Linked DNA regions of Mus musculus: regions 1, 2 and 4 are each linked to region 3. Evidence: chromatin contacts called from public Hi-C and HiChIP or PLAC-seq data. All regions are on one chromosome and are shown on one strand. Each heading gives the region's core, a stretch centred on a gene start, on an enhancer-like site or on the middle of the called end of the contact. The rest is flanking DNA. Distances are from core to core; before and after follow the strand shown.

Region 1 (7,993 bases), core at 200-2,699, 360 kb after region 3:
CTCAGTTCTTCGCGTTTGTGACATTTGGAAACAATGCTTCCGCCCCTCACTTGCTTTCCAGCAGGTAGTCTAAGAGGATTTGCAGCCCTGTTTGGTTTATGATTCTCATATTATTGACTTTATTCTGTAGAGAGATGAAACACAGCTTCAAATGCAGTGGATGCTGAAGTTAAAGCCCTTCTTATGTCATTTAGAGATTGTTTTTAGATTAAGGATCATTTGACCTTGAGTTACAGCAGTTGCTTTATTATCTGATCATGGTGCTTGCAGTAAGAGCTTGCTAAATGCATTCAGTGCGCTACCTGACTATGTCACTCCAAAGCTTCTTGCCTTAGAAGATCTCACAGCAGGGTTAGAGCCAGGTAAAGAGCTTAAATCAGCAGCTATATTTATCAGCAATAAACAGCAGTCCCTGAAAATAAATGTTCTACCCAGCAAATTAATCTATAAAGCAATGGTTCAATGTTTGTGAATGTAGAGCTGATTTTATGTTTTAAAAATAATCAACCGATATTATGAGAAACCAATTGTCCACTGCTAGAAAAACAGAAACCTCTATAGTTGAAGTTCCTATAAATAGATTGGAAAAGATGATGATATAAAATACCAAATAATATACTTAGACCTAAACTCCACAAATCACAGAAGGGAAAGGATGCCGTAGCAACTTGCACACAGTTGCATAGATGAGGTTACATATGATTTGAAACAAAAGTAAGGTTGTCTAATAAGACTAAGAAGTCTTCAAGCTTGAGTGGAACCATCTAGGACATCAAGACTGATGGTGCATTTATGCTAAGGAGTAGGCCTTGAATGAACTTGAACCTGAAGGTGATTCTTTAAAGTTAAAGGGAGGACAATTCATTACACATTAGGAGTTAATCCTTCAATGTGGCTGTTGAAAGAGCAGAGCTTTAAGATGGGATGACGTAAGCAGCAGAGCTCTCCCACAGCATGGCGTGTCCCTAGGTAGGTTCAGCAGCCAGAATATAAGACAAATTAAAAGGCAATATTAAAAGAATGCATTTTTCTTTTTATAAGGACTTTCTACATTTCATCACTGCTGCCTTTCCTAGCAGATTTTCTAGCAGTGTGTCATAGGTGACTTTTCTGTATTTGTCAACTAAACTGAATTTTAAATAATATTTTTACCAAATGAGGACTAGAGTCTGACCTTGGCTCTGGGCATCATACTAGAGGTAAAATGCCCATGAACTTTGTGGAAAATTTACATAAGACGGGATCAGAGCTTTGATTATGCCACATAGTCACCAATGACACATCTCTGTCCCTGTCTTTCTTTCTATACACAACTGAGAAATTTTCCCAGCTCTGGCAAAAGAAAAAAGATATAAGATGAACATAGATCAAAGAAAGTACTAGGTGTTGTTTTTCTTAAGCACTGATATTCACTAGCCTCTCCTGATAGAGAGCAGTTGTCTGTCTTACAGAAATAGAAAATGACTTCATATTTTTTGATTATCATTCAAGGACAGTATTTTTAGATATTTTCCATACGACCATAGCACATTTATCTCAACAACAGTGAATGGTAATGGACTTAAACAATAGTGTTCAAATTATTGTAATAGAGTTAGACCAGACTCATCCGGACCATGAAAGTAAAGATGTAAAAATAGACTGGTCATAATGCGTGACTCAGCCTCATGAGGGCATGTGCTTCCCAGAGCAGTAATGGGTCTGACCAGATCCATTTCTACCTCCTGCCCAGCAGTGGTCCCTGCTTCTATATATGCTTAGTGACTGATTTCTAACAGAGTACATTTCATTTACAGGATGTATTAGGGAAGACCAAAAAATTATAAAGCCTATTTCTATATGTATGGATGACTGATATTTTAATGCAGGACCCCCGCCCCCTGCCCCCCCCCCGTGTGTGTATGTGTGTGTGTGTATATGTGCACACTCATGCATGTGTGAGAGAGTATTGGAGTATTGAGGATTTGAGCATGTTGGACATCAGAGGATAATCTTCAGTGATGGTTGTCTTATTGGCCAGGTGCTTTGCAACATGGGCCAGGATAGCTGGACCACAGCGCCCAAGGATCTGCCTGTTTCTCCTTCCCATTTTGCTATTGTTAAGATTGCAAGTGCATAGCACCACACTCACCCGTGTTCTCAGTTGAATTCAGGGAACTTAAACTCAGGTCCTCCAGCCCCGGCCGAAGAGAATCTTCAAGGCAGGTGACATCTTGTTAATATGAGGAAATATAAGTGAACTTTATTCAAATGACATTTCTGTAATGCAGTGTGTGCAATTATGATTACAGAACCTTAGAAATCATGGAAATTGTTAGATTTTTTTAAAACTTGATTTACTTTCATTTATGTGTTTGTATGAGTGTATGGCACTTGCATGTGGGTGTTCATGGGGTGCAGAATAGGGCATTGAACCTCCTAGGCCTGGAGTTAGAGGGTCCTGTGAACTGCCTTATGGGTTCTGGAATCTGAACTCAGGACCCTTAGTAGATTATCAAATGTTTGTAACTGCTGAGATGTGTCTCCAGACCCCACACCCCCAGTAAGCACATATTTTTTTCTGACAAAAAAATTAGTCAAGCATAATGAAGAAGCTAGGTGATATATAAATCTGCTATAAAGAAGACAAGGAGGAGTGGACAGTCTTCCACAAACGGTGGGGGAAGAAAAAACCTGACAATGGAGGAACAAATGCTGAGTTCATAAAAGTTTTTTAAAGAGCTGAAAAGAAGGTGCTATAATGTGACTAGAGAGCAAGGAGAATGGACACCAAAGCTGATGTCCACCTGAGGTAAACTGAGATGGATCAAGCCCTTAGAAGACAGTGACTAGCATTACAATTTGAATGTATCATGACCATTCATTTTGAGTTTATGCAACACAGAATAAAAATAGAAGGTTCCCCATGATCCTAGATTGAGGGTAAGGATGAAAAGCAAGACAGTTCTCTAAAATCAAAATAACTGAGAATGTTCTAGCTATTTTACAACTCTGCTTAGAGAAAGGACACACACACACACACACACACACACACACACACACACACACACACACATGGAAATGTCAGTAACTTGACATTATAACCTGAAAGCACTCATACAAATTTCATGTACAAGACAGAGATAAGACCCAGTAAAAACTGGGAAATCTAGAACTATGATTGGTTGAGTCATTTAGAAGTAATCTTTGAAGGGACCATACTCCTATTACAAATAACACAGAGCAAAGGTAGTTAGCTCACTTTCTAAGATCCATGCCTTATTTCTCTAAGATGGCACTGTTTCAGTGACAGACTGCTTAGTCTGGAGGTACATCCAGATAGAGACCAGTGTCTACTACTTCTTGCTGCTGGAATATATCTTGGGTCTTCAGGACTGCTTCTGGATTAGAGACTGGGTAGATTTTAAACAATTGAAATGGGATGCTGATATCTTTAGAGATTGTGGAGTTCATGGGCTAGGTCTGTCCTTATTCCTTGTTAGGCTTTCTCCTCACACACATGATTCTTTCTCTTCTAACAGGGCACTAATCTCATCTAGTAATGTTCCACTCCTACGATCTAGGAATCTCCTAGCATTTTTATCTCTTACTGAAGTCATGTTAAGATTTTTGGATTTGAACACATGTACTTGGCAGGGATAGTGGTAGTGATAGATAGGGACAACCCAAGCAACTGCTGGGTCCTCACTCCATTCATGAACACTCTTTACTTTCTCTTTCACCATTATTTTGGTGTGAGGAAAAGACTCTCTGGCCCAAACAGATCACATGGACCTCAGATGGAAGGTGTTTGTGACTTTGGATTACCTTTCACTCCTGTATTGAACTACTATATAAGGAATAAGTCATGCCATTGATGGGAACCCACCCAAGCTTTCTGGTTGTTTATTTAAAGAAAGAATTAGACCAATGGAATACTTATTTTAAATGTATCAGCTTTCTTAAATATCAGATATAATATGTATTACTAGGTAAACAGGGTTAGGTAATCAAGGTTTTTAGAAATTCTAGTTTACTAAAAATGAACTAACTGATATGTGCAAAGTTGGATCTACTTAATCCCCGGAATGTCCACTGAATTTTTATTCTTCTCTTCTTCAGCACTGTTTAAGTTTTTCCTCATAAACATAATACTTATTTTTAGTAACTGACAAAGGCTCATATAGCCTGTGCTAGATGCTGGGAGTGTGATATTTTGACAATCGCATTCACATGAGTGTGCAGGTGTGATCATCCCTGCAAAGGTAAGATATCAGTTGTCTTTTCTCTCTCAGGGTCTTCCTGTTTCCCCCCAACCCAGTGCTGGGACTTCATGAATGAACAGAAACATCCAGCTTTCAACACAGGGTTGGGGGATCCAAATTCAGATTCTAATGCTCAAAAACCAAGTGCTGTCCCACAGCAAACTGTCTCCCTAGCCCAGAAGAATCTATTTATAGGTCGAACTTTTTAAAAAAAAATTCAACAAGAAAGTAATGAATACTTGGTTATTAAATGTTGAAAAATGTGCAACAAACAAAAGAAATGTGTTGAACAAGTAGAAGTATTCATTTATGCTTCACAGAGCTTTTACTCTTTGAACATACATGTGCATTATTTTCTGGATTGTCTTAACTATACTTTTAAGTTAATAGTACATACAGTCTGCTGAAAGTGGAAACAGTATGGAATGAGGAGACAATTCTCTTATTGATGCATAGCCCACCCATAGCCCACCCATAGCCCACCCATAGCCCACTACTCTGTTAAGTGTAAGCATCGATTCTCCTTTGAAATGTGACCTTATTGGTCTCTCCTTTTGCATTGAGCTACTTTCATCTAATGTCCATGTATATAATTCAACTCTCACATATGCATGCAGTATATTCTATACATGGCAATGTATATCAAGGAGTACATACACATATTTTGGTGTTTAACTTAATATTATCTCAGGAGAACTTCTTATGTGATTAAAAATAAGAAGCTTGTGTTTAATTGTAAGTTATTTCTTAATTCACTAAGCCATGGCAAAATGACATGTTTAACCCTTAAAGTTTAATACTACTATGGATATCATTGTGCCTTTGTCTCTATATCTTTATCTACTTAAAACAGGTTTACAAATTATAATATGTAGATCAAAAGTCATAAACTCTTCTAGGGCTCTAGATGTATGTATTTCCCTCTATTTTAATAAATATAAGTCCAGAGCGGTCGCCATCTTGGTCCGGGACCTGCCGAACTTAGGAAATTAGTCTGAACAGGTGAGAGGGTGCGCCAGAGAACCTGACAGCCTCTGGAACAGGCAGAAGCACAGAGGGGCTGAGGCAGCACCCTGTGTGGGCCGGGGACAGCCGGCCACCTTCCGGACCGGAGGACAGGTGCCCACCCGGCTGGGGAGGCGGCCTAAGCCACAGCAGCAGCGGTCGCCATCTTGGTCCGGGACCCGCCGAACTTAGGAAATTAGTCTGAACAGGTGAGAGGGTGCGCCAGAGAACCTGACAGCTTCTGGAACAGGCGGAAGCACAGAGGCGCTGAGGCAGCACCCTGTGTGGGCCGGGGACAGCCGGCCACCTTCCGGACCGGAGGACAGGTGCCCGCCCGGCTGGGGAGGCGGCCTAAGCCACAGCAGCAGCGGTCGCCATCTTGGTCCGAGACCCGCCGAACTTAGGAAATTAGTCTGAACAGGTGAGAGGGTGCGCCAGAGAACCTGACAGCTTCTGGAACAGGCAGAAGCACAGAGGCGCTGAGGCAGCACCCTGTGTGGGCCGGGGACAGCCAGCCACCTTCCGGACCGGAGGACAGGTGCCCACCCGGCTGGGGAGGCGGCCTAAGCCACAGCAGCAGCGGTCGCCATCTTGGTCCCGGGACTCCAAGGAACTTAGGAATTTAGTCTGCTTAGGTGAGAGTCTGTACCACCTGGGAACTGCCAAAGCAACACAGTGTCTGAGAAAGGTCCTGTTTTGGGCCTTCTTCTTCGGCCAGGAGGAGGTCCAAATACAAGATATCTGCGCACCTTCCCTGTAAGAGAGCTTGCCAGCAGAGAGTGCTCTGAGCACTGAAACTCAGAGGAGAGAATCTGTCTCCCAGGTCTGCTGATAGACGGTAACAGAATCACCAGAAGAACAATCTCTAAACAGAGTCAACTATAACTACTAACTCCAGAGATTACCAGATGGCGAAAGGTAAACGGAGGAATCTTACTAACAGGAACCAAGACCACTCACCATCACCAGAACCCAGCACACCCACTTCGCCCAGTCCAGGGAACCCCAACACACCTGAGAACCTAGACCTAGATTTAAAAGCATATCTCATGATGATGGTAGAGGACATCAAGAAGGACTTTAATAAATCACTTAAAGAAATACAGGAGAACACTGCTAAAGAGTTACAAGTCCTTAAAGAAAAACAGGAAAACACAATCAAACAGGTAGAAGTCCTTACAGAAAAAGAGGAAAAAACATACAAACAGGTGATGGAAATGAACAAAACCATACTAGACCTAAAAAGGGAAGTAGACACAATAAAGAAAACTCAAAGCGAGGCAACACTAGAGATAGAAACCCTAGGAAAGAAATCTGGAACCATAGATTTGAGCATCAGCAACAGAATACAAGAGATGGAAGAGAGAATCTCAGGTGCAGAAGATTCCATAGAGAACATCGGCACAACAATCAAAGAAAATGGAAAATGCAAAAAGATCCTAACTCAAAATATCCAGGAAATCCAGGACACAATAAGAAGACCAAACGTACGGATAATAGGAGTGGATGAGAATGAAGATTTTCAACTCAAAGGTCCAGCAAACATCTTCAACAAAATTATTGAAGAAAACTTCCCAAATCTAAAGAATGAGATGCATATGAACATACAAGAAGCCTACAGAACTCCAAATAGACTGGACCAGAAAAGAAATTCCTCCCGACACATAATAATCAGAACATCAAATGCACTAAATAAAGATAGAATACTAAAAGCAGTAAGGGAAAAAGGTCAAGTAACATATAAAGGCAAGCCTATCAGAATTACACCAGATTTTTCACCAGAGACTATGAAAGCCAGAAGAGCCTGGACAGATGTTATACAGACACTAAGAGAACACAAACTGCAGCCCAGGCTACTATACCCAGCCAAACTCTCAATTATCATAGAGGGAGAAACCAAAGTATTCCACGACAAAACCAAATTCACGCATTATCTCTCCACGAATCCAGCCCTTCAAAGGATAATAACAGAAAAAAACCAATACAAGAACGGGAACAACGCCCTAGAAAAAACAAGAAGGTAATCCCTCAACAAACCTAAAAGAAGACAGCCACAAGAACAGAATGCCACCTTTAACAACTAAAATAACAGGAAGCAACAATTACTTTTCCTTAATATCTCTTAACATCAATGGTCTCAACTCGCCAATAAAAAGACATAGACTAACAAACTGGCTACACAAACAAGACCCAACATTTTGCTGCTTACAGGAAACTCATCTCAGAGAAAAAGATAGACACTACCTCAGAATGAAAGGCTGGAAAACAATTTTCCAAGCAAATGGTATGAAGAAACAAGCAGGAGTAGCCATCCTAATATCTGATAAGATTGACTTCCAACCCAAAGTCATCAAAAAAGATAAGGAGGGACATTTCATTCTCATCAAAGGTAAAATCCTCCAAGAGGAACTCTCAATTCTGAATATCTATGCTCCAAATACAAGAGCAGCCACATTCACTAAAGAAACTTTAGTAAAGCTCAAAGCACACATTGCGCCTCACACAATAATAGTGGGAGACTTCAACACACCACTTTCACCAATGGACAGATCATGGAAACAGAAACTAAACAGGGACACACTGAAACTAACAGAAGTGATGAAACAAATGGATCTGACAGATATCTACAGAACATTTTACCCTAAAACAAAAGGATATACCTTCTTCTCAGCACCTCATGGTACCTTCTCCAAAATTGACCACATAATAGGTCACAAATCAGGCCTCAACAGATTCAAAAATAT
Region 2 (7,627 bases), core at 4,245-6,744, 340 kb after region 3:
GGGTGGACGTGGGCTGTGAATTCACGAGAGATTTCAGAAGTCTCCAATGAATGTATTGATTCCTGATGGGGTATCTACATGAGACAAAAATGTACTACTGAGATTCAGTAAACACTCAGAACTTACAATTGCAATAGAATATAAGGAAGTGGACAACTCTCCAATCTCTGTAACAGCATGCATCTTACTTTGTACTGGAATCTCCGGTGAGATTATTCGAATGGTGGGGTTTTGCACAAGTCGCCGGTGGAGGGCAGATTGCAGTAGGTGATAGAACAGAAGCTGTGTTTCCTAGTCCATCCACACCCATACAGGAAATGGCAGGGCTTTATGTTGTAGGAGGATGGTGAACCATTTGGTAGAATTCCAGCAACCCTATATTAGTTATGTGGATTATAACTCTCTTTTCAGCCAATGTTCTCATCTAACCTGGGAAAGGTGAGTTTTTAAAAGGCATTACCTGACATTAAAGGTAAAGGCTGTTTGTTTTTGTTTGTCTTGGTGAAGGCTTTGAAAGCTTATTTTCAAAGAAACCCTGGGCAGAGAGGGAAAGGAATTCAAGAAATTCAGATTAAAATTTTTTTAAAGAATCTGAAATTAAATTTAGATCAGTTATATATTGCTTTATTATTTTTTCTTCTCTTTTGACAATTTTTGTTTTATTTCCTCTTTACCATGCTAATTTAGAATATGTCTTTTTTTAAAAAATAAAATTGGATATTTTATTTATTTATATTTCAAATGTTATCCCCTTTCCCAGTTTCCCCTTCAGAAATCCCCTATCCCATCTTCCCTTCCTCTGCTTCTATGAGTGTTACCCCACCCACCCACTCTTACCTCCCCACCCTGGCATTCCCCTCCACTGGGGCATGGAGCCTTCCCAGGATCAAGGGCGTCTCCTCCCATTGATGTCCAACAAGGGCATCCTCTGCTACATATGCAGCTGGAGCCATGGGCCGCCATTGTCACATTAAGAAAGTTCTATAAAGAGTGGAGACAGGGGACCTCAGGTTATAAGGAATCTGTCCAATGTATCTACTCTGTGAGAGAACAGTAATTTGGAGGGGCAGAGCCCAGTCATCCATCAGTATAGATGGCCCTGGTTCATGATGGACGACTCGCCAGTGGATCCAATGGCACTATTTAGGAATGAAGCACTCTCCTGTGTAACCGAGTATAACTGACATGACCTCTACATAGTATGGCTTCACTCCATGACCTCCACAGAGTATGGCTTCACTCCAGAAAGACTCCCTAGAAGGACATACAGTGAAAAAGAAAGCAGACTTCTCAAGTACAAAGCTAATTTTTTTTAACATATGAAAGACAGATGATGGTTTTATTAATAGTGAATGGTAAAAGCTGAAAGATCTGAATGTTTAGCTAAACCTACCCAGTTTCTCATCTCAGTGTGGATAGAAATAACCACTCCGGAGGTATTTCCGTAACCTCACTTTCAGCCAGGAACCAGAAAGGAAAAGAAAGCACTTCCCAAGCAGTTTATAAACTAAAAATAAAGATGACAAAAAGTCAGATTCGGATTAAATTGGAAAAGCTGGCTATTCAGAGAAGCAGCTTCATCCTCCTGAGACAGAACTACGTGGGCATGCAGTGCGGGAGGCATACATAGCTACTGATGCCCACAGAAGGAGATCACTCATGCCAGCTTAGGAGAAGACACATTGACACAAGAGCAAATTAATTTGGCAACGAACACTGAACATTAATGAGTCTCAAGCAGTTCCTTTCAGGTGACCAAGAGGAACCTAAAGGAAATGTTATGTTGCTTCTTATCCAGTCTCTTCTGGAACATCTTCCATGGCTTTGGTAAGCTAGGATAGCAAAACAGAGCAGCCCCAGCTTAGCTTTGTTTGTTGTCAAGGGCTAGCATCTTTTATGGTACTTAGTTCAAGTAAATCTTTCTTTTTTATTTTGAGAACAATGGAGCAAGCATAACCTGAAGTCTTTGAGTTTTGCTCCTAATAATATTGGTTTGCCAGGTTTATCCTAAAATATGATCTATACCAAGAAAGAACAGTCTTTAAGGTTTTCCTGGTAGAATCATGCTTTTACAAATAAAGGCAATATTGTAGACTAGGAAAAGTATTATGACTGGGAATTGGCTAATGGTGCTTATAGCCAATGACACAAAAATACTCCATTGCATTCATCTATCTATCCACTCATCTACCTATCCATCCATCCATCCATCCATCCATCCATCCATCCATCTATCCATCTATCCATCCATCCATCCATCCATCCATCCATCCATCCATCCATCCATCCATCCATCCTTTCAGTTCACTCATTAGCTCATCTATTTAGCATTATACTTTACATTGTAAGAATATGGTTCCTATCTTTTAGGAGTTTTCGATTTAACAAGGGACTATGTAGTTATGTATAATCTAATAATTTCAATTGAATGAGATAAATATTAATAAAGTTCTGTACTATATAACATTTATTTTGTATACATTTAACTATAACCTCTGCTCCCCACATACAGTGAGAGAGAGAGAGAGAAAGAGAGAGAGAGAGAGAGAGAGAGAGAGAGAGAGCCAGCCAATCAGCCAGACACAGACACAGGAACAAATATGACAGATACACGGGCAGGGCAAAGTGGTAGACACAGAGAGATAGACACACATACATATGCAGAGGTAGATACACAGGGAGACAGACAGACAGAGAGACAGACACAGAAGTATATATGCACATACACATGCACACACACATACAGAGGGAGAAAGAGAGAGATAGAGAGACAAAGAGAGACAGAGAGAGGAGAGAAAGAGAGAGAAGGAGAGAGAGAGTGAGAGTGAGAGAGAGAGAGAGAGAGAGAGAGAGAGAGAGAGAGAGAGAGGTAAGTTGTGGCTGATCTAACTGTGTCTTGGGATAAAGAATTTCAGGTAAGTAATGGCAAAGTAGAATTGAAGGTTATAGAGAAATCACTGTAGCAGCAGCAGTCTCCAAACAAGGAGGGATGGTAAGTGCCAGCCTGGGGGCGCGTGCGGGGTGGGGGTGGGGGCTTGGCTTCTATCCTTCCTAGGATAGAAGCCATTGAAAATTTTCTTAAAGCTAACCATATGGCAAGAATTCTTTCTTTTTAAATAAATAGTTGGTTTTTTGTTTTTTGTTTTTTGTTTTTGTTTTTGTTTTTTTATCATAGTCTCCAAACCACTGGTGTCAACTGCTCTCATCATGGGAGAGTATACCATTTTGTTTGTTTGTTCGTTTTTGTTTTTAGACAACTACTATTCTTTTTGGTAGCACCGAATCTCTTGGGAGTCTAGGCACTGCTTTTCCTTGCCAGAGTTATTTCTCTGAGATTGAGACTTGACGATTCACGACTTGTACATATAGGAGTGGTGTAGGAAAACTTCACCTCTGGCCGTTTCTCACAGTAAAATCTGCTGCTGCGATAAGTCTACCACACCTTAGGGTCACTTTGTGGTCCTTTTCCCTGTAGTGTCCCTGGGGAAAAAGTGATACCTTGATTCTTTTAAAGTACTAAATCATGCATCTCTATCCCAGATGCTGCCAAGGTAGGTAAAGGGTTGAGGTGGGGTTTGACTTTAGCATCCAGATAACGCAGAAAACATCATTTATTCATACTCCGACACCAGTGTAACAATTGGGTACTTGTAGGAGTGAGAGAAGTTCTGTTAGCTGTGAGCATTGGAATGTCCAGGACTGATGGATGCCTCTGCATCGTTGGAGCATCAAAGCCCTCGAGTCAAACAGTGTGTGCAGAAAACGTCCACCATAGCTTTCTCCCCTCAGACATTTATAGTTGGAAGACTGCTCTCCTACAGAGGCGAGATTAGCTAAGCCTGCCTTCTTGTTCAGCTGTATGTAGTCATTCTGTCTCCTTGTTTAACTCCATGTAACAATAACTATGTATAATAATCTCATCCGTTCAGCTGTGTGCAGTAAACACTCCAACCTTCCAAGTGGCCGACTTTGACTTTTCTGCATCTGAGAGCCCAGGCCATCTCCATCTGATCGCAGCTTTTCTGAGTGTCTCCGTGCTTGTCTTACCTTCATGCCCTCACCACCCGAGCTGGGTTTTAGATCCCGGGAGCTGTGCAGGATGTGGCAGGACCTGAGAAGCAGAATGAATGAATGGGTGGAGTGTGAGAAGAAGCCACTGGGTGAGCTACAAGCATGCTACTTAAAATAAAATAATAGTGAACTGCATTCAGGGAGACATTTAAAGGAAGACATCCAAGGATGCACTGTTCATGCTTACGTCTTCTCCCTTTCAGACCCCAGGGAAGCAGGGCAGTGATTGATGGGTTATTCCTTTAACCACTTTCTTTATGAAGACAAACTAAAACTAAGATGGGCTCAAGAGGCAAACCATCATTTGGTGCATTATGGTGTTGAGTGAATTCGTTTCTAATATAATGGCCCATTCAGGAGGACGGGGTTTTTGGCAAACTGGATTATGACAGTTAAGAGTGGTTAGTGGTCCTCAATGTGAGGAACATGGCAAATGTCATTTACCCTCTGCCTAAACAAGCAGCAATGGTAAATATGTGACCATGCAAATCCACCTAACACTATTAAAATTATTAGTCTTGAAAGACTTTCCTCACACATGTTTCTTCATCCTGGACTATTTGTGCGTTCGTTGGTGTCAAGCCCTCAAGAACAAATGTGTTTTCTGATGGTTCTCTACGTGTAAGCCTGGTTACAGAGGTTAAACGAGCTGCTGCCTCTTACCCAGAATTCCCAGCATGAACAGCCAGAGCTCCTTGTGTTGCCCTCTGTGAGATTGGATGGTTGCGGTCCTTCATCATTTTGATTAGTCTTTCGACAACTCTTTGAGGACCATCATATAGCATTTTCCTTCTCTGAGCTCTACTCAGAACGTGACAGTCACCTCTGGTAAGTATAGTTACTTTGGACAAGGCAATCTTTGGGGGTGGAGGGGCAGGGATATAATCAAATTGCAGGGTTTGCTTTTCAAACTTTCAAACCCTCTCCAAACATTTCAGGAGTGAAATTCTCTCTCTTCTACAGGAAAAAAAATCTGCTAAATCCCCGAATTTTCTGTGTAGTTTTAGACCATGCAGAGTTCTCTGGCTATGCTCAAAATTTAAATAACAGCTAAATTTGATAATAAGAATATCAATCCCTAGATCCACATTCAAAGGTAGGACTCCTTTCTCCTCATCCTGTGAGCGTTGGCTGGCTGTGGGAAAGCAGCCTTTTAGGAGGAGTGTAGCTGAAAAATTTTCTTCAGCTTGTTTATGCTCTTCAGCAACTGCATGTGTCCGTGGTTTTGATCTCTTTCAATGCGGGGCAGGAGAATGAGGGCGCTAAGAGGTATGAGGGCGATGCTCTTCTCCTGTCCTTATGCCTGTGAAACGCCTTGATGTTCCCAGAGAACATCAAACGTTAGTTTTGTCTCCTGGGCAGTCTGGTGCCGTTTCTTTTTCTGAGCTTTTCCTGGAGTCTCAGCACAGATTCAAAGGATGCAGCTGTCCCTTTCCGCAGCCACTTCAGATCCTGCCTCAGGGCTTGGATGTGGGGTGGCTCCTGCCATACTGACACTTGGCAGAGATTTTTTCCCCCCTGAGAGCAAGGTCTTTTTGCGAACCGAAGGGGGCTGGGGGGGGGGGGGGGGGAAGCAGGTAAACTCCAGCCTGGCAGGACCGCTCTTATTTCTCTGCCCTTGACCTTCGCTGGTGACTTCCAGATCCGTCCAAATCAGTGTCACGTGTTTTTTTAATACAAGTGCTCACTCTGAGACTCAGGAAGTACTACTGAATCTCATTCTCTTGGCTTGAGCCCAAAGGGGAAGAACTTTAGCTTCTGAGGTATGAAGGGCTGTTGGTGGAGGGGGGAGTCTTTTGGACGGAGGCAACCCTCTTCAAAGTTAAGTTGTCTTCCACAAATCTTATCCTTAGTTACTACTTCTGTAACCTTTCAAAAAATCATGTCTTAGGGAGTCTAGAGCGTTTGAACCAGCTCTAGGACACTTAATTAGAAACTGCTGCCCACCGGACTCACAGCTTATTTCGGAACCTGACAACTTTATATTGGGTCACTAAAATGGAAGCTTCCATTTTGTCTTGTATCTGTGCTTCTTGGAAACCCAGGCAGAGATCAAATTTAATTTTCTTAACATTCCTTATGAATTATTTCTGAGTGGACTCTTTAACACATCAATCTTCCTGGAACTAAGGGTGTTTACAAGGAATAATATAAAATTGCCAGGTTACCTATTTCTTAATTCTGTTTAAAACTTATTTTAAAGAGCCTAAAGATTCACATACTATACAGACTTATGCCCCCTCCCCCCATTTCTTTATTTTGCCCAGAAAAGAAGAAACCTGGTGTTGTCATATCGGGTATCAAGGCACATTACAGGCACACAGTAACTAGGACATAGCTGTTCTGGCATCAAAAACAAACATAGAAATGAACAAACAGAATGAAGAGCCCAGAAATAAATCCAGGCACTTATAGCTACTCCTCTTTGAATCAAAGTACCAAAAATACACACTAGAGAAGAGACAGGATCTTCAATATATGGCTCTGGAAAGATTAGAAGTATTTAACTATTGAATACCTGAATTATTATTATTTTTAAATTGGATATTTTATTTATTTACATTTCAAATGTTATCCCCTTTCCCAGTTTCCCCTCTGCAAGCCCCTATCCCATCCCCACCTTACCCTGCTTCTATGAGGGTGCTCCCCCACCCACCTATCCACTTCTGCCTCACTGCCCTAGCATTTCTCTACACTGGGGCATCGAGCCTTCACAGGACCAACAGCCTGCTCCCTTCCCATTGATTCCAGATAAAGCCCCTTGAACTCCTTCAGTTCTTTCCTTAATTCCTCCACTGGGGTCCCTGTGCTCAGTCTGATTGTTGGCTGCGAGCATCCACATCTGTAAAACCAGAATTATTAGACCACTAGACTCGAACACAAGGGGACACTTTAATTTATCAGTATAGGCAAATATACTTTGGATAAGACCCTAAGAGCACAGACAATAAGACCAAAGGATAGGGGAAATATTTGTGAACTATTTATCTGACAAATAGCAAATGTCCACATTCTAAAAGGACAGGAGTACTTTGATAAACTGAACAAGGGACATTGGGAAACTAGTGGAATGGAGACAAGGACTCAGGTAGGAGCACTTTGTGGTCTAGAAAAGGTCCCAGTGCCCATATCAGGAGGCTCACAACTAGTGGTATCAAGAGATCCAGGAGATGGCGTTCTGACTTCTGTGAGCACTTCATAAATATGGTGCATAGATATGTGAATAAGTCATGAGTACAATATAAATATTTTTTAAAAGTAGACACAAATGACCCATACGAATGTGAAAAAGTGCTCAGTCACAGAAACCAATAAGCAAATACCAATCAAAACCACACAATGAGATCTTATCTTAGTCAAAATGTCTATTATGATTATTAATATTAATGATATTATTAGTTAGTAATATCACTATTATCATTTTAAGGCAAAGAAACAGCTGCTAGCAAGAATGTAGGGAGAAGAGACCTTCCAGCACTGGTGGAATCAGTACAAATTAATACAGTCATTAGTATAAAAAGTAAGAGAATTTCAGAAAGCTGAAACTGGAAATAGC
Region 3 (7,756 bases), core at 4,064-6,563:
TTTGAAGACAGTGGACATTTAGACACAGAACTAAGAAAGAACATGTCTGAGAATCTATAGTGCTTACCAAGTTACCAGAGACAGGCTTCTGAGAGACGACTCAGCACCCACAGAAGAAAGAGGACTATCCAACCCAACAAGTCAAACTTTTCTACACCAGTCAAAACCATTTAGGAACACAAATTCGACTATGTTCAAAATAAACCCAATGATTTCCTCCTGGATCATAAAAAGGGTTTTTAATAATGTTTACAATTTCATCCAGTTTATAAAGTCAGTAGCATTCTTTTTCAAATGCAGACTCGCCGGCCCCACCCCAAATGTGTTGAATCAGAATTGCAGGGGTAAGGCCAAGAGACCTGTGCTTAGAGCAACTGCCCCAGGTAACTGCACTAACAGTAGAGAATTACCACCTTTTTTGTGAGAGATTTATAACAACGTTTTGAATTTTATGAATTAAAAATCTCCTCACTGGGGAACTATTTAAATGTCTAAATTCCACTGCTTAACAAATGAACATTGGAGAAAATTTTAGATGACATACCTGTGGCAGCTAAACAAGCGCTTGATTACAGGAGTTGAAAGAAGGAACTTTTTTTGCGCTAGCATTAATTTTATTTTTAAATAAATTATTGCAAAAAAAAACCCTCACTAAAAACAAGATTTGAAAAATTATAAATTTTAACTATGTTTTTTACTAGTATTTTGCAAATGTTTATGTCGCTCCCTTGCTGTGAAGCAAATCAGGGCAGGTGTGAATTTGTGAATTGCTGATATTACTCTGAGCATAAGCAATAATTAAACTACAAAGCAAAGCCTAAGCAAACTTGCTTTTATTATATTATGAAATTTACACTGATCAGAAGCTGACCTGGCACTGAGGTCCATAAACTTAAACACACAGAGTGAGTGAGCTCACCGATGAGCAGAAGCAAGGGACCTCTGGATAACCTAGAGTCCAGGTCTGGCTGATTTATCTGCCAGCTATGTGACACTGGACTGAGATAGATCTCCTTGACTACCAGAAGGAGAAAGGTACAACTGTCACCGGAACTCACTTTGAAAATCGACTTGTTATGAGAATCAAGCCACATGGTTATGTTGAAAACTACACTGAGGAATCGAGAGCATTTCTAAGTCACTGTGATAAAGTATTAACAAGAGTACAACCTGAAAAGCTATTACTAGGTATTTGCTATACAACAGAGTATTAGGAGGAAAATAAAAATCCCATGCCACATACACAACCAGGGTCAAATTTTTCAGATCCTGTTAAATATTGGGTAGGGCTGAGTATCTCCTATGATACAAATATTAAACATAAGAATTCAATTTAACACTCAAAAGGAGGGAGCAGGTGGGTCTTTATGAGTTCAGGGCTAGCCTGGTCTAACATAGTGACTTCCAGACCAGCCAGGGCTACATAGTAAGAATCCAACATTAAAAAATTAATAATTAAAAAAAAAAAGATTCCATTCACTTACCTAATGTGTCCATTTATAAGACTTATTTCTAGTACGGTGATATGAACAAGAGATAGGCTGTGAGTTGTTAAAATGATCAGTTAAGTTTGTCCTATTTTCATTGGTAATTTTTATAATAAAAATTTTAATAAAACAGTGTGTTTGGTGTGTGTGCCTAAGCACCATCTCTAAAAGCTAAGAAATTGTTACTTCTTTTTGAAAATGCTCCTTGTATACAGTTTTCCTTGTAATGTTACCTCAGAGTCTGTATATCTCCAAATAAGTTATTAATACCATCTTTCTGTAAGATATTTATCAGAACATAATTTTCCATTCCAGTTGATCAAGAAAATATTCTTACATGAGATGCAAAAACTCAAGTTTTAAGCCTCTGCTTCCTGATCCTTATTCTGTTTCCCATATTAATTACAAAATTCATGAAAATATCAGCTGAAACCACATATGTATAAACTACAAGGAAAATTGTCAAATGTTTTCTGATCTTCAATATTATAAAAAGTCTTACTAAGTGACAAATCCTTTTAACACTTGTTTCACATAAAAGACTGTTTCATTTAAAACTAACTTAAGAGGTTTGCCCAAGGAAATCAGTCAACTGAAACCCCAAATAGAGGATTTTACCAAAATATGTTTAACAATATATTAATTATTCTGCATGCATCAACTTAATGGCTTCAAATGTCCTTTAACCTAGGACCATTTCCATGGCTTTAAGGAGGCTCTGTAGCAGTGAGAGTATAAATAATCTATCATCTCAAACGGATTTTTTGTTTAATTATAGCTTACTACTTATCTACAGCTCAACATCTAATGCTTTACAGTAGTCAGAAGAACTCAAATGTTGAATTAAAATTTAAATGCAGATACAACAGCAATAACAGCTTGTGGTCTGTAATTAAAACCTGTATTAGGTAACATCCATGTTAATTTACCCATTACTTAAAAGCTACATCTTTTTCTTTTGTGTTTTATAGATGATAATAAGAAATTATCCTCTGCCTAAAGAGATAGTGTACCTAAAATTTGGATGTGAGAAGAGGGAGGACGGTGAGGCAGAGAGAGCAGGGAAATCTCACCTGCTTAGCTGCCACTACGGCATCTCCATCTCCCTCTCCCTCCCTCCCAAGCCTGAAAAATCCCATTTATTTTTAATATGAGATGCATCTGAGGGGAACCGTGTGCAGAAGCCTCATTTTCCAACATGGTTTCCATTCAACTTTGAGTCTAGGTATCCCTGCTCAAAGTGCTCATTAGAGATGATCTTAAAGCACGGTATGATATGCCCTCAGTGAGACCATGAAAGGCAGGTTAAATGGAAGACAGCTAATGAAAAAAAAAATGAGTTACTATATCATATTCAGGCCAGAAAAATAATTTTACTAAATTTTCAGTGTTTATTGTGGAACCTGTTCATAGCTCAGCAGTTAAAAAAAAAAAAAGTCTAAGTACTACCATGCTGGTAGGCACTGGAATTTGCTAGAATGGCTAAACAACGTTGACAACACTGCCGCACTACCTTCCACCCCTCCGTTGATCCAGACCATCAATATCCTCTTATTTTATTAACAACACGAGTCAAAATTTGTTCCTCCCCTCATCTCAGAATGGCAAGTAAGGTCTCAAGCTTCAACTAAAAAAACAAAACACCGTAGTTTCCCATACAGTGGCTGAAATTCCTCTCAAGGTCTTGAAATTATAGAAAAATGAAGACATATTCTCCCTTACTTCTAAGGGGGCACACGGCTGAGGACGACAGCATTATGAAGGCGTACTCTTAATTTTCATCATTTGATCGGGGGTGGGAGGGGGGATAACAAAATTTTAGATCAAAGGTGGCGCTCTGTCCTCAGCTCACCCGAATGTGACTCACTTTTGCAGAGTATATGGTAGGAAATAACAGTTACTTTTCGAAGATCTTTGCAGTTACACCCAAGCCAAAATCGGGACAGAGATCCACCCTTTATGACAGCCATTTAACTGTTTTATCCAAAGCACGGTAGAAAGTAAAACATCTCCCTGAAAACATGGCTTAAAAGGCCCAATTTCCTACACCAGCTTTCAAAAGCTCTCAACAAGAAAAAAAAAAAAAAATTTCTATTTACTTCAAATTTGAACTGACCAGGAAGGGGAAAAAAAGGGATGGGTGCTAAATGAAACATACAAGTACAAAAAGCAGATTCTCCCCCTTCCAATCCCTCTTTTAATTCCCCCAATCCGGCTCTGCCACACACAAGGACAGGGAGTCTCCCTAGGGAAAGCTGGTGGCAGGGCAAGTGAAGGCTCTCCATTCACTCAAATGGGCCACTATCCAAAGGGATGCCCTATGCGCGCTTTGTACAAACCAGGTCCTTACAAGTACTTATTATTATAAAATACACCTACGCTGAGGATCAAGAACCTTATTTTAAAGTAAGACTGTCCTCAGGTGGGGGAGGTGAAGCACAACAAAGCCTTCCATGTTGAAAGGCAGACAGTCCAGACATGCATATACCTCCACTCGTATGAAAAAAAAAATCCATATAACTAATTTATCAGGAACAGCAATCGATACCGACAGGAGTCATTAGATTATTAATAAACCCAGAAAAGTAGCATGCATAGCAGCCAAAGGTGGCTGTCTGCAGCGCTCTAACCCCTAGGAAGGGTAAAAAAAACAGCCTACCGAGGAGGTTCGCGTCCTTACCAAGGTCCTGCAGACCCTTTTACCCACGCAGACCAGCCCCAGCTTCCCCTTGCGGGTCCGATCACCGCAACAGCAAAAGCATTCCCAATGCTAGAGTCCCGCAGTAAACTGGTGACTGAAATGTGCAGAGACCAACCTGGGCAAAGACCGAGGCGCAGACCCAGGGGTCGCTAACTAGCTAAGACACAAAATTCTCCTGCAAGATGAAATAGAGAAGAAGCCCCCGCCACCTCCGCCCCCCCCACCCCCGCAATAGGAATGCCACCCTCCTTTCTTACTGACCCTTTCCGAGGACAGAGCAGATTTTCCCCCTTTTAAACTAAGTACATAAACATGAATCGGAAGCACCCGTGAACATCCTGGGGGGCCAGACTCAAGACCTGAAGAGAGCGTCCAGGCGGCTCTTCAACTCCCCGGGAGTCACCGTCCTGTCTGACAGGCATCTATCACACCATCCTCTCCGGGGGGCCGACGACAAACCTTCACCTTGCACGGGCAGTACCTCCCGGGGGCCCAAGCCAGGGATTAAATGGGTGACCCTCCCGGGTCGCAGGAAGAGGGAGTGCCGGGGCACCGCTGCCCTCAAGGTCACCACATGCCGGGGTAGGGGCGACCGGTGTTCAGATGGGCTGTGGCGGCAGCAGGGGCAGCCCCGCGAAGTCCGAGAGCCCTCGGGTGTAGACGAGAAGCCACCGGGACGGCGACTCCGAGCTGGACCCGGCGCCGAGGCGCGCGGAGAGGAAGCCTCCTCACCTTTACGGTCTCCTAGCAGGAGCGAACCCCGGCGGCGCCGCCAACTTCGCGGGGACCCGCCGCGCTCCACCCCGCGCCCAGCTGTCAGGACCCCCGCCGCGCCCTGCGCGCCCCACCCGGCCTCCCCCGCAGGTGGCCGCCCCCGCCGCGGGCAGCCACCGGCCGCCACTCACCTCGCCCGCAGCGGGAACCATTTTTTCCGAGGGGAAGAATCAAGGAAAGCTAGGCGGGTGGGTCCGGGGGATGGCGGCGAGGGGTCGCGGGACGTGCCCGCAGCCGGCTCGCTGGGTTCGGGGCGCCACGCGGAGGTGCGGCTGCACCTCGGGAAGGAGGCGGCGGCGGCGGAGCCCAGAGACTCGGCGTCCACCAGCCGGGGCTCCCTACTCACGCTGCACCGCGAGGAGGCGGCGGCGGAGGAGGAGGAGGCGGCGCCCGGCCGGCCCCCGCCCAGAGCCCGGCGGCCGCCGAGTGGCCGCTCGCGTCCCCGCAGGACCCGCCTCCTCCGCTCCGCAAAGCCGCGCTCAGGGCGCGCCGCGCTCGGCACAGCAGCTCAACCGGCCCCGCGCCGGCGTCCGCAGCAGCAGCAACAGCAGCAGCAACGGGCGGGGTGCAACCCGGGGCGGGGTCCGGGGACACCGGTCCGCAGACGCGGAGCTCAAGGGGCAACGGCCAGCTCCGGGGCAGGGGCCCGGTGTGCACCGGGTGACCCGCGAGACCGCCCGAGCAGGCAAGGGGGGAGGAGGGCGCTCACCCGTTCCGGTCCGACGCTCCCTTCTTCTCCACACCTCCACGCCTCCCGCTCCACGCTGGCAGCGCAGCTGCTCCCGCTGCCTCTGCCACCGCTGCGGATGCTCGCGCGGCCGCCGCTGCCGCCTTGGCTGGGCGCGGTCACGTGACGCGGCCCGCGGGGAGCCTGAGGGCGGGCGGGCGGGCGCGCGCGCGCGCACGAGCGGAGGTAGCGCCGCTCGGACCGGGACTGGCGCTTCCCGGAGAGGGCGTTTAAGGGGAGGATCCGGCGAGCGCGGCCCCGCCTGGCGAGCGCGCGCCCGGGGTGGGGTGAGGCGGCGGGGATCAGAACTTGCAGCGCGCGGTGTGGAAAGGGTGGCCTGTAGTGCGGGGCGGGCGACTCGCGCCTCCGCGCGCCCCTCCCTCTCTTCCTTCCCTGCGCGCCGGGCTCCCGGCTGCCCCCGCCCCCTCCTGCGCTGTCGCCCCCTCCCTTCCCCTCCTGCGGCGGCTTCCGATTGGCCGTCGGGGCTCTGACGTCTGTGTTTCCATGACGTGTCGGGGCCGGGGAGGGCCGCGGGAGGGGGCGGCGGGGGAGGAGGGGGCGGTGACTCCGTCCGTCACCGCCGGTGCCTGGGCGCGCGGCCCGGCGGCTCCTGCAACGTGAGGAAGCCGGAGAGCGACGAGTGCCGCCGCAGTGGGACGCCCTTCACTTGGGGTCCCGCTCGAGTCGCCCCCGGGTGGAGGCGATGCCGGGTCACGGGACGGGAGAGCGGCTCGGCGCCCACTCCCTAGCGGACCTGTCTCCTGTCCCGGACGGTGACGCACTCGCCCGACAGCCAAAGTGCCTTCCCTTTTGGGAAGAGAGCCCACTCGCCCTGTAGGCGCGCTGGCCCGGCCACCGACACCGGGGATCCCCGCTGCAGCGCCCAAACCGTGTCCTCTAGCCGGTGCAAGCAGGCCTCGCAAGGTCCGCTTGAAGTCCTCGTGTTTCTCTTTTGGGTTTGCTGCTGCGGCTGCTGCTTTTTTTTTTTTTTTTTTTTTTTTTTTTCCTACCTGTGGCGAGCTAGTGGGTCTTTAATTCATAATACTTAAATCCTGCCCTCATCTTTCCCGAGGAGAAAGGAACAAGAAAAAAAAAAAAAATCATGCAGAGTACCGTGCAGTATTTAGACGGTAAAAGGTAGCCGACTCTGGTCCAACCAGTTCAAAAGAAAACCGCTCATGATTACTTCTACTTTAAAAAAGGATATTCTTGACTGTATCCACACATTTAAAGATGTGTATCCTGTCCCATCTTTCTGTAATCTCTGCTTGAACTAAAGGTTCCCCCTTCCCCCGAACAATTTAGACCTTATCCGTGTTATTTTCAGCATCACTTAGCTTGAGAAAAAAACATCAAAAAAAGTGATCTGTAAGTGTTTTGTTTTGCTTTTTTCAACCCTGAATTGGAAGAATTGGTAGTTTCATAGTCTTCTCCAAAGCACACCGGTAAGACAAGTACTGCATTATGTATGTTCCCTGTCGGGTAGCATTTGTTTTAAAATAATATAAAGGCTTGAAAAGAAAATACTTGAGTTTAAAAGCAAATTTTCCATGATAAAACTGCTGAAAATAATTTTTCCATTTATATCTTCCACCAGGGTAGACATTACCAACCTCTGAGCTGTGCCCTTGACATGTAAAACTGGCACTGGGTATTTCTCTCTCTCTGTTTATCACAGAGAATTGGTTGATGTGATACAATAAATAGCCCTTCCTGCTACTATTTCAAATCTACAATTAGAAAAACAAATTAATTAAATTTCATTTAGGTAATTTCCAGTATTTTCTCACCCCGAAGTATCTTTTAGAATAACGCAGACACATTTATGAACTCTTGGCTACTTCCCCGCTTTTCTCCAAGGAAGTCCCCATAGAAAATTGAATTATGCATTCTATTTTAATCAAGAATTTGACATTAAAGTATTAAGTGAATCATTGCATGCTGCACCAGCAAAACCCATAATAGACTAAACTAGAATCTGTTCACTTTGTGGGTTTGCTGTAATTCTAACTCATAAGATGCATGTTGTAGAGTATATGCTCACGAAAAATCACCGAAACTCCTTAC
Region 4 (7,129 bases), core at 1,548-4,047, 500 kb after region 3:
AGCTATGATGCTTAGACCACCAAGACCAAGAACCACACCTCTCTTTTCTTTTTAATGCTTTGGCTAAAAACTGGAGTTTTGATTAAATTAAAAGAAAATCTCAGTGATGGAGACAATTATTGATTACATTTTTATGGAATATATATTATAGAAAAAAATAGATGACATTTTCAATAATAAGACTCATGATGAATATCTTCTCTTGGCAATGTCTGTCAGTTAAGCTATGAATCCATACCACCATATCCTCAATTATACTCAATCACTGAGGACAAATTTGAAAACTGCAGCTGATTTATATGATCTTTGCCATGCACTAAATTCCATTGGCTGTCAACTATAAAAGCAGGTTCGGCAGATTATATGGAACACTGAGAGCCTCCACTCTGATGTACACCTCTGCAGTATGTTACTGTGAGAAAAGAAATCAATGTTGTATATTGGAAGGGGTCCTCTATGCTAGAACAACATCAAGTATAGTTTCAGTGAGTCTTAAGGAGTTTGGGCTTCCAACGGTAACCCTCACACCTTCTGTTCTATAATAGTAAGGAGTGAGAATCAAACCACAGCTCGCACTACAAAGGCTGGAATATCATAGTGACTAGTGGGATAGTTTTATTCAAGCACATGGTAGTAGGATCTTCTACCCTGTGCAATCTATGAAAGGACTGGCCGATGAGAGTGTAGGTTACAGTCATAAAAGTGTGGATCTGTAGCCATTCTGCTAAGGAACTCATTTAAAGAATCAAATCCTAAATCATAGCCCAATCACTTGAGATTTCCCTAGAGACCAGAATATAACTGTATGTGAATCAAGGATATAAACATAATGAAAATATGTCATAATTTTATTGATTTTTTTTATTTATGTGCATCACTGTAGCTTAAGGTGTGGGGGAATAGAACCAATCACAAAGATCTCTTTAGTCTCTATTTCTTAACTTAGCTTTCCTCTGTTGTCAGCATTGGGTTGGAGGCAAACACTCTGAGACTTATTTTCTTTCCCTGCAGAGATACAAGCCATCACTGGGTAGGATCTCTTGATAGATTCCAAGGTGGTTCCTTAGGTTGATTGGATTATGGATCAGTCCACCACTTCAAGATCTTAGGTGGCAGATCCTGGGCCCTGATTTCAGTTCCTGGTTACTGGTAATGAGGAAACCATGTATAAAACTAAGAACTAGGGGGTATTGAGCATGACTTTAGCTTAGATGAAATCTCTTTCTCTTATATAGGGGATGAAAGCAAACAAAGATGACATCATCTATATTGTTCACCAAGTTAAGTGGATACGAGCAGTGCTGGCCAGAGATCTTTCTTGTATTAACCATGACCCTGTTATGTCATTAGAAGAATCTCATTTAATCAAAAACCCTTTTTGAAAGCGGATTACTACAGCTTCCATAAAATTTTACCCAAACTGTTGTTTACAACAATAGAAATTTGTTCTCTCCAAGTCATAGAGACTGATATATATCGACATGAAGCAAGCAAAAATGGTTGCTTCCCTGGGTCTGTTTCCTTTCTCTCTTAGCTTTTGTTGGTTGCTGGAGATTGTTTGCACCTCTTGACTTGCTACATTCAAACCTCTGCCTCCATCATCCCAGGGTGTCCTTCCCTAGATCTCTGTGTTCTTGTGTCAACACTTGGCATAAGTCATTGAATTAAAGCCCATTCGACTCAGCTTGATTTCATCTTAACTTGATTGTGCAAAGGCTTTATTTCCAAATTAGCTCCGATTCATAGGTACCAGGGATTAAGACTGCAAAGCATCATTTTGGAACAACACAATTCTACTGCAGCACGTTTATTTCCTATTGGTCTTATTCAATTAGTAGTAGATTTCCCCCCAGAAACTCAGTTACAGGGAATAAATGTCTTTGGGCTGCCTGTGCTGTTGGCTCAGTAGTGTGAAGCACTCCAAATATGTATGCACCAGGAGCCTGGCCTTTTCTTTAATGCATAAGCAGAACAAAGCACAAATCAATATCAGAAAGATTTTTTCCCCTGCCATTGAACGACTTTTGAGCAATTACTTTGCACTGATTTCTGTGCTGTAGGAGTGTCCCCTTCAGCCACGCCACCCACCTTTAAAGTTCCTGTCATTCGTCTCTACCCTCTGATCTAGAGCGTGGCGTTTGCTATTGCGCTGACTTTACTCCATCTACAAACACTCTAGCGAATGAAAAATGAGAAGCAGAGAAGTGCATAGAACCAGAGGTCCTATCATTTCTAAGCTAAAATGGCTGATAGTGTCAGAGACAGAAATTCAGAGAAATACTGAGGTTATCAGTTGAGAGAGAGAGAGAGAGAGAGAGAGAAATACAGAGAGAAACAGAGAGACTGAAAGAGAGAAAGAGAGGCAGAAATGGAGAGGAGAGAGAGGCAGAGACATACAGAGACACACAGAGAGACAGAGACAAACGCAGAGATGCAGAAAGAAACTCAGAGAGGCTGAGGAGTGACACACACACACACACACACACACACACACACACACACACACACACACACACACACACACAGAGAGAGAGAGAGAGAGAGAGAGAGAGCACAGAAATGTGACTTCTAATTGTTTCTAATGCAGTAAAACATGGTCACTGATTAGAGAGTCCAAGCAGAAAAGACTCTCGGGTCCAGATGGTGAGAAGTGAGGCTATTATGTGTATTGAAACACCATCTGTATTTTTGAGAATACTGACACCATATTCTAATATCCAAGGGAACCTGTGTGGATTTCTGCTTGCTCTAATTACTGCAGTACCTGAAATGTATTCATAGCCTCTCCATCTGCACGGCGTGGCTGATGCCTGCCACGCACCATTTGACAATCTGCAGTGCTATGCTCTTTCTCTGACCCCATCTTTCCCAACCCATCATTTAGCTTCAAGACATTCAGCCGCAAAAGCATTTCCAATCATTCACTTAGTGCAAAGCTACTACCACCTACCAGGGAATGAGTCATCCGATCACAAAGGCCTGGGGTGGGGGGTGGGGGGGGGGAGAGAGCGAGAGAGAGAGAGAGAGAGAGAGAGAGAGAGAGAGAGAGAGAGAGAGAGAGAGAGAGAGAGAGAGAGAAAGATTTGTCAACAGATTCTGTATGCTGTCGGATGAGTTCAAACTTAGGACACCAGGCAGATTTAGCGGTGCATGGTAGATGAGTGAATTTTTGACAAGAAATGTCAGGCTTCTTCAGAATCTCAAACAAGGAAAAGGAAAGCTACATGTTTGTTGTCAAATAGCCTCCGTGGGATCACCGTTTAATCAGTCAAGTTCTTTGCTCCTCATCTGTTACTCTCAGAGGAGAAGCACCTGCCTGAGGCTTCTGACTCATCAAGAGGTACCCTGGGATTGCTCTGCAGTCTCGCAGCGTTCCTCTCTCCGAACAGGCTTGGAAAGACTTGATCCAGGCAAAGTTTATCTTCAACGTTCCTCTCATTCTCTGACTGGGGAATTCCTTTTCTCTTTTCCCTCCTAATTTTCAAGCTTTATCAAAGGAGTTATTCTACACTTCGTACGAAATGGGAAGTACAGATTAACAAGTTAGAATAAGCCATCTATGATGTTGTTGCCAGCAATATTTGTGGATATTTTGGCTCATATAATTCTGTGTTTTTGATGTATGTACTGGAACAAAACTTCTGCTTGCTATGTGTGTGTGTGTGTGTGTGTGTGTGTGTGTGTGTGTGTGTGTGTGTGAACTACTAGTTTCCTAAGCAGCCTCTGCATCCAGTATTGTGTGTGTCATTGACCTCTGCAATTATATTAGTGAGTTATTTGAATAATTTAGTTAGGTCCCTGCACACTCAATTTTCCATATTTTTGCCATTTCAAAGGAGGCAGGGGCCTTTAATTCTGCCAAATATTTCCCTCAGATGAATTCTAACCAGCAGGATTGTTGAGTCATAGGTTCCACTTGTTTTTAAATGCTATATTATACATTGTTTGACTTTCTTAAAAAAATACAGTAATTTTCTTATCACATAGTGTTTTCTGTCACATTAGAGATGATTCTTGGACTGCCCTTTCTTTTTTTGATTCTCGCAATTGAACCCTACCATGGTTGGCTAATGTCTCCACACCAAGCTGCAGCTCTACCACTAGAGCTTTCTGTTTATATATTCCTTATATAAGCTGGCAGATGATAAATAGCTATAGTTTTAGATTGAATATCTGTAACTCCTTATTTATGTTCATCACTCTTTAGCCTTTCTTTCATGAATCATCCCTTCAGAGGCTTTTTAAAAATGTTTTTTTGATTTCTGCTATTGTTCCATTTGTAAGAGCTGTTAAGAATTAGTGATATTCTTTTGTATATGTAAGCTTTGTATTTTTCTCAAAATATTTTTTATGGTGGTCTGAAGAAGATGCCTTTGTATTTCTATGTGGCTGAATCTGTAGTTTGCAGTTTTAAGGCTTTCTCAAGTCAAAAATAGGATCTCTCTCTCTGTCTCTCTCTCTCTCTCTCCTCCCTTCCTGTCTTTCTGTTTGTTTTGCTTTTTTGAGACAAAGTTTCCCTGTGCAGCTCTGGCTATCCCAGAACTCACCCTGTAGACCAGGCTAGCCTTAAAAATCAGAGAACCACCTGCCTCTCCCTCCCAAGTGCTAGGATCAAAGGCATGTGCCACCGTAGCCTAAACACAGTCTAGAGTTTTTGCCTTTTCCTTTACATGAGTGCGTTTAACTTGTCACAAATGCAGAGGATCTCCATTTGTATTTCTGTGTGGTTAGCCCTGTAGCCTCCCCCAAATTCTTTCTCACTGATTTCAAAGACTTTCTTTTCCAAGTTCTAACTTCATTTGCCCTATAACCTATAGCACTATTGCCCTAAACTTATGATCAGTTAATTTATGAGAGATCTTTAATTATCTGATTGTGTTACACTATTTCCACTAGAGAAACTTTGACATCTGAAAATTTACCATTTGAAAGTTCTTTTCTGTGTTTGCTAGGCCCCGGCATAGTCTCACAATAGACAGCTATATCTGGGTCCTTTCAGCAAAATCTTGCTAGTGTATGCAATGGTGTCAGCATTTGGAAGCTGATTATGGGATGGATCCCTGGATATGGCAATCACTAGATGGTCCATCCTTTCGTCACAGCTCCAAATTTTGTCTCTGTAACTCCTTCCATGGGTGTTTTGTTCCCATTTCTAGGAAGGGGCAAAGTGTCCACACTTTGGTCTTCGTTCTTCTTGAGTTTCATGCGTTTAGCAAATTGTATCTTATATCTTGGGTATCCTAAGTTTCTGGGCTAATATCCACGTATCAGTGAGTACATATTGTGTGAGTTCCTTTGTGATTGGGTTACTTCACTCAGGATGATGCCCTCCAGGTCCATCCATTTGCTTAGAAAGTCTATGCCGGGGCCTAGCAAACACAGAAGTGGATGCTCACAGTCAGCTATTGGATGGGTCACACGGCCCCCAATGGAGGAGCTAGAGAAAGTACCCAAGGAGCTAAAGGGAACTGTAACCCTATAGGTGGAACAACAATATGAACTAACCAGTACCCCCCCGGAGCTCTTGTCTCTAGCTGCATATGTATCAAAAGATGGCCTAGTCAGCCATCACTGGAAAGAGAGGCCCTTTGGACTTGCAAACTTTATATGCCCCTTACAGGGAAACGCCAGGGCCAAAAAGTGGGAGTGGGTGGGTAGGGGGTTGGGGGGGTGGGTATGGGGGACTTTTGGGATAGCATTGGAAATGTAAACGAGGAAAATACCTAATTTAAAAAAAGAGAGAGAGAGAAAAGATGCTTTTCAGAATTAAAAAAAAAGAAAGTTCTTTTCTGATAAAATATATTGTTAAAACAATAGAAAGAGTCAAACTCTGGACATTGTATTAATAAAATGAATATTTATTTTTTTAAAAAAAGCTTTAATTAAGACTACAAATGACTATTACAATCCTGCAATAAGGAAAACAACTCAATTTGAAGCAGGAAAAGAATGAGAAGAGACACTTCACCGAAGAAAATACACAATACTCTGTGTAAATACATGGTAATTACACGTATAAAAACATGCTTAAAGCTGGGGATAGTGGCACAAGCTTGTAACTACAGCATCTGAGAGTCTGAAGCAGGAAACTGTAGGTCTGAGAATAGCCCACGCTACATGGAAGTCCTGGAGATGGTGAGACCCCATCAGTGTACACACAAAATCTCCCAAACCGAACTAAATAACCATCTTCAGCCTACTCCTAGAGCTTACCCTATGTAAGGCAAAGGACTTAGCTGTGAAACATCACCCAAGAAATGTCTGTTATGCCACATTATTGTAGAACAAGATGTTTACACGACACCTGCATTATTCTTGTAGAACCTGCAAACAGCATTCAATAGCCTTTATCCACTTTATATTTTTAGAAATGTTGTATATACATTATATATAGTCCTCAAGTAACATGTACCCTGTGCAAAGTTTCTCATATTACTGACATCATGTTTCAGCATACTAAACTTATCATTAGAGGACAAACATAGAGAAGCCACTATTTTAATCAGCTATTTATTTTATATGTGGGGTTGTTTTGCCTGCATGTATGTCTGAGAATCACATGTGTGCCTGTTGCCCAAGGAGGCCAGAAGAGTATGTAGGATCCCTTAGACCTACTGTTATAGATGGTTGTGAGCCATCATGTGGATGCTAAGAATCAAACCCTGGTCATCTAGAATAGCAGTCAGTGCTCTTAATGTTGAGTCATATTTTTCCAGCCCAATATAATCACTATTAACTAAGGTTCACAGCTAATATTTTAGTTTAGGATTTATTTACATTATAAAGTTGCGTGTGCAGGCAGGGAATGAAAGAAAGGTAGGATTTCTTGCTACTATATTATTATATAGACTAACTGCACTGACTTGAAACTTTTCTCTCACTGCATAACTACTTATTATTTTGCCATGTATATATGTAATTGCTCTTAGTAGATACATAAATATACATATTATTCTGAAATGTTATTGGTTAAGGTAAATGCATTCGATTCTGAATTCTTTTTAGTCTAAAATTGTCTTTGCTTTCCACAGACCCCCCTCCACTTTTCTTCATGTGTGTCTTCTGTGTTGAATCACTGTTCAATGGAGCAATGATTACAGTGATGTAAACATCACTAACAACTCTACAG

What was found. Hi-C and Micro-C count contacts between places; a contact is called where the count stands out from the background. HiChIP or PLAC-seq counts read pairs in DNA pulled down with a chosen protein or histone mark.
Region 1: a contact with region 3 is called in an H3K4me3 HiChIP or PLAC-seq map of bone marrow-derived macrophages, with 7 times the contacts expected there. The contact joins the enhancer-like site here to the promoter of Atp2b1 in region 3. A contact is called at or near these places in 14 of 39 promoter capture datasets (the 3T3-L1 cell line, 3T3-L1-derived adipocytes, the HPC-7 cell line and 9 more), 1 of 15 datasets of contacts at CTCF or cohesin (the NIH/3T3 cell line), 4 of 484 Hi-C or Micro-C datasets (the N1E-115 cell line, cerebellar granule neurons, cerebellum and 1 more), 9 of 115 datasets of contacts at active chromatin or transcription factors (VIP interneurons, bone marrow-derived macrophages, cardiomyocytes and 4 more) and 2 of 9 other capture datasets (adipose tissue and liver).
Region 2: a contact with region 3 is called in a Hi-C map of cerebral cortex, with 2.4 times the contacts expected there. The contact joins the enhancer-like site here to the promoter of Atp2b1 in region 3. A contact is called at or near these places in 3 of 39 promoter capture datasets (the 3T3-L1 cell line and cancer-associated fibroblasts), 3 of 484 Hi-C or Micro-C datasets (cerebral cortex and cortical neurons), 6 of 115 datasets of contacts at active chromatin or transcription factors (bone marrow-derived macrophages, cardiomyocytes, a colorectal cancer cell line and 3 more) and 1 of 9 other capture datasets (adipose tissue).
Region 4: a contact with region 3 is called in a Hi-C map of forebrain, with 4 times the contacts expected there. The contact joins the enhancer-like site here to the promoter of Atp2b1 in region 3. A contact is called at or near these places in 5 of 39 promoter capture datasets (the 3T3-L1 cell line, 3T3-L1-derived adipocytes, hippocampal neurons and 1 more), 1 of 15 datasets of contacts at CTCF or cohesin (the NIH/3T3 cell line), 4 of 484 Hi-C or Micro-C datasets (cerebral cortex, cortical neurons, forebrain and 1 more) and 7 of 115 datasets of contacts at active chromatin or transcription factors (differentiating embryonic stem cells, embryonic forebrain, embryonic midbrain and 4 more).

The regions. Positions count from the first base shown.
Region 1 is chr10:98,548,282-98,556,274 of GRCm38.p6, reverse strand. It overlaps Gm34297 (a long non-coding RNA gene), which reads right to left. Exons shown (of 4, transcript XR_871988.2): 2 at 2,132-2,212. Among named protein-coding and RNA genes, the nearest start is that of Gm34297, 15 kb to the right of the region's middle. Within about 2 kb of position 1,449, at least 13 of the 459 cell types and tissues checked have an H3K27ac peak or open chromatin away from gene starts, as enhancers often do. A contact at or near this core is called in the N1E-115 cell line, bone marrow-derived macrophages, a colorectal cancer cell line and 1 more, where this site is marked.
Region 2 is chr10:98,571,133-98,578,759 of GRCm38.p6, reverse strand. No RefSeq gene overlaps it. Among named protein-coding and RNA genes, the nearest start is that of Gm34297, 37 kb to the right of the region's middle. Within about 2 kb of position 5,494, at least 10 of the 459 cell types and tissues checked have an H3K27ac peak or open chromatin away from gene starts, as enhancers often do. A contact at or near this core is called in cerebral cortex, where this site is marked.
Region 3 is chr10:98,912,709-98,920,464 of GRCm38.p6, reverse strand. Atp2b1 (ATPase, Ca++ transporting, plasma membrane 1) reads right to left here and starts at 5,313. Exons shown (of 21, transcript NM_026482.2): 1 at 5,094-5,313.
Region 4 is chr10:98,414,204-98,421,332 of GRCm38.p6, reverse strand. No RefSeq gene overlaps it. Among named protein-coding and RNA genes, the nearest start is that of Gm8633, 66 kb to the right of the region's middle. Within about 2 kb of position 2,797, at least 25 of the 459 cell types and tissues checked have an H3K27ac peak or open chromatin away from gene starts, as enhancers often do. A contact at or near this core is called in cortical neurons, forebrain, hippocampal neurons and 1 more, where this site is marked.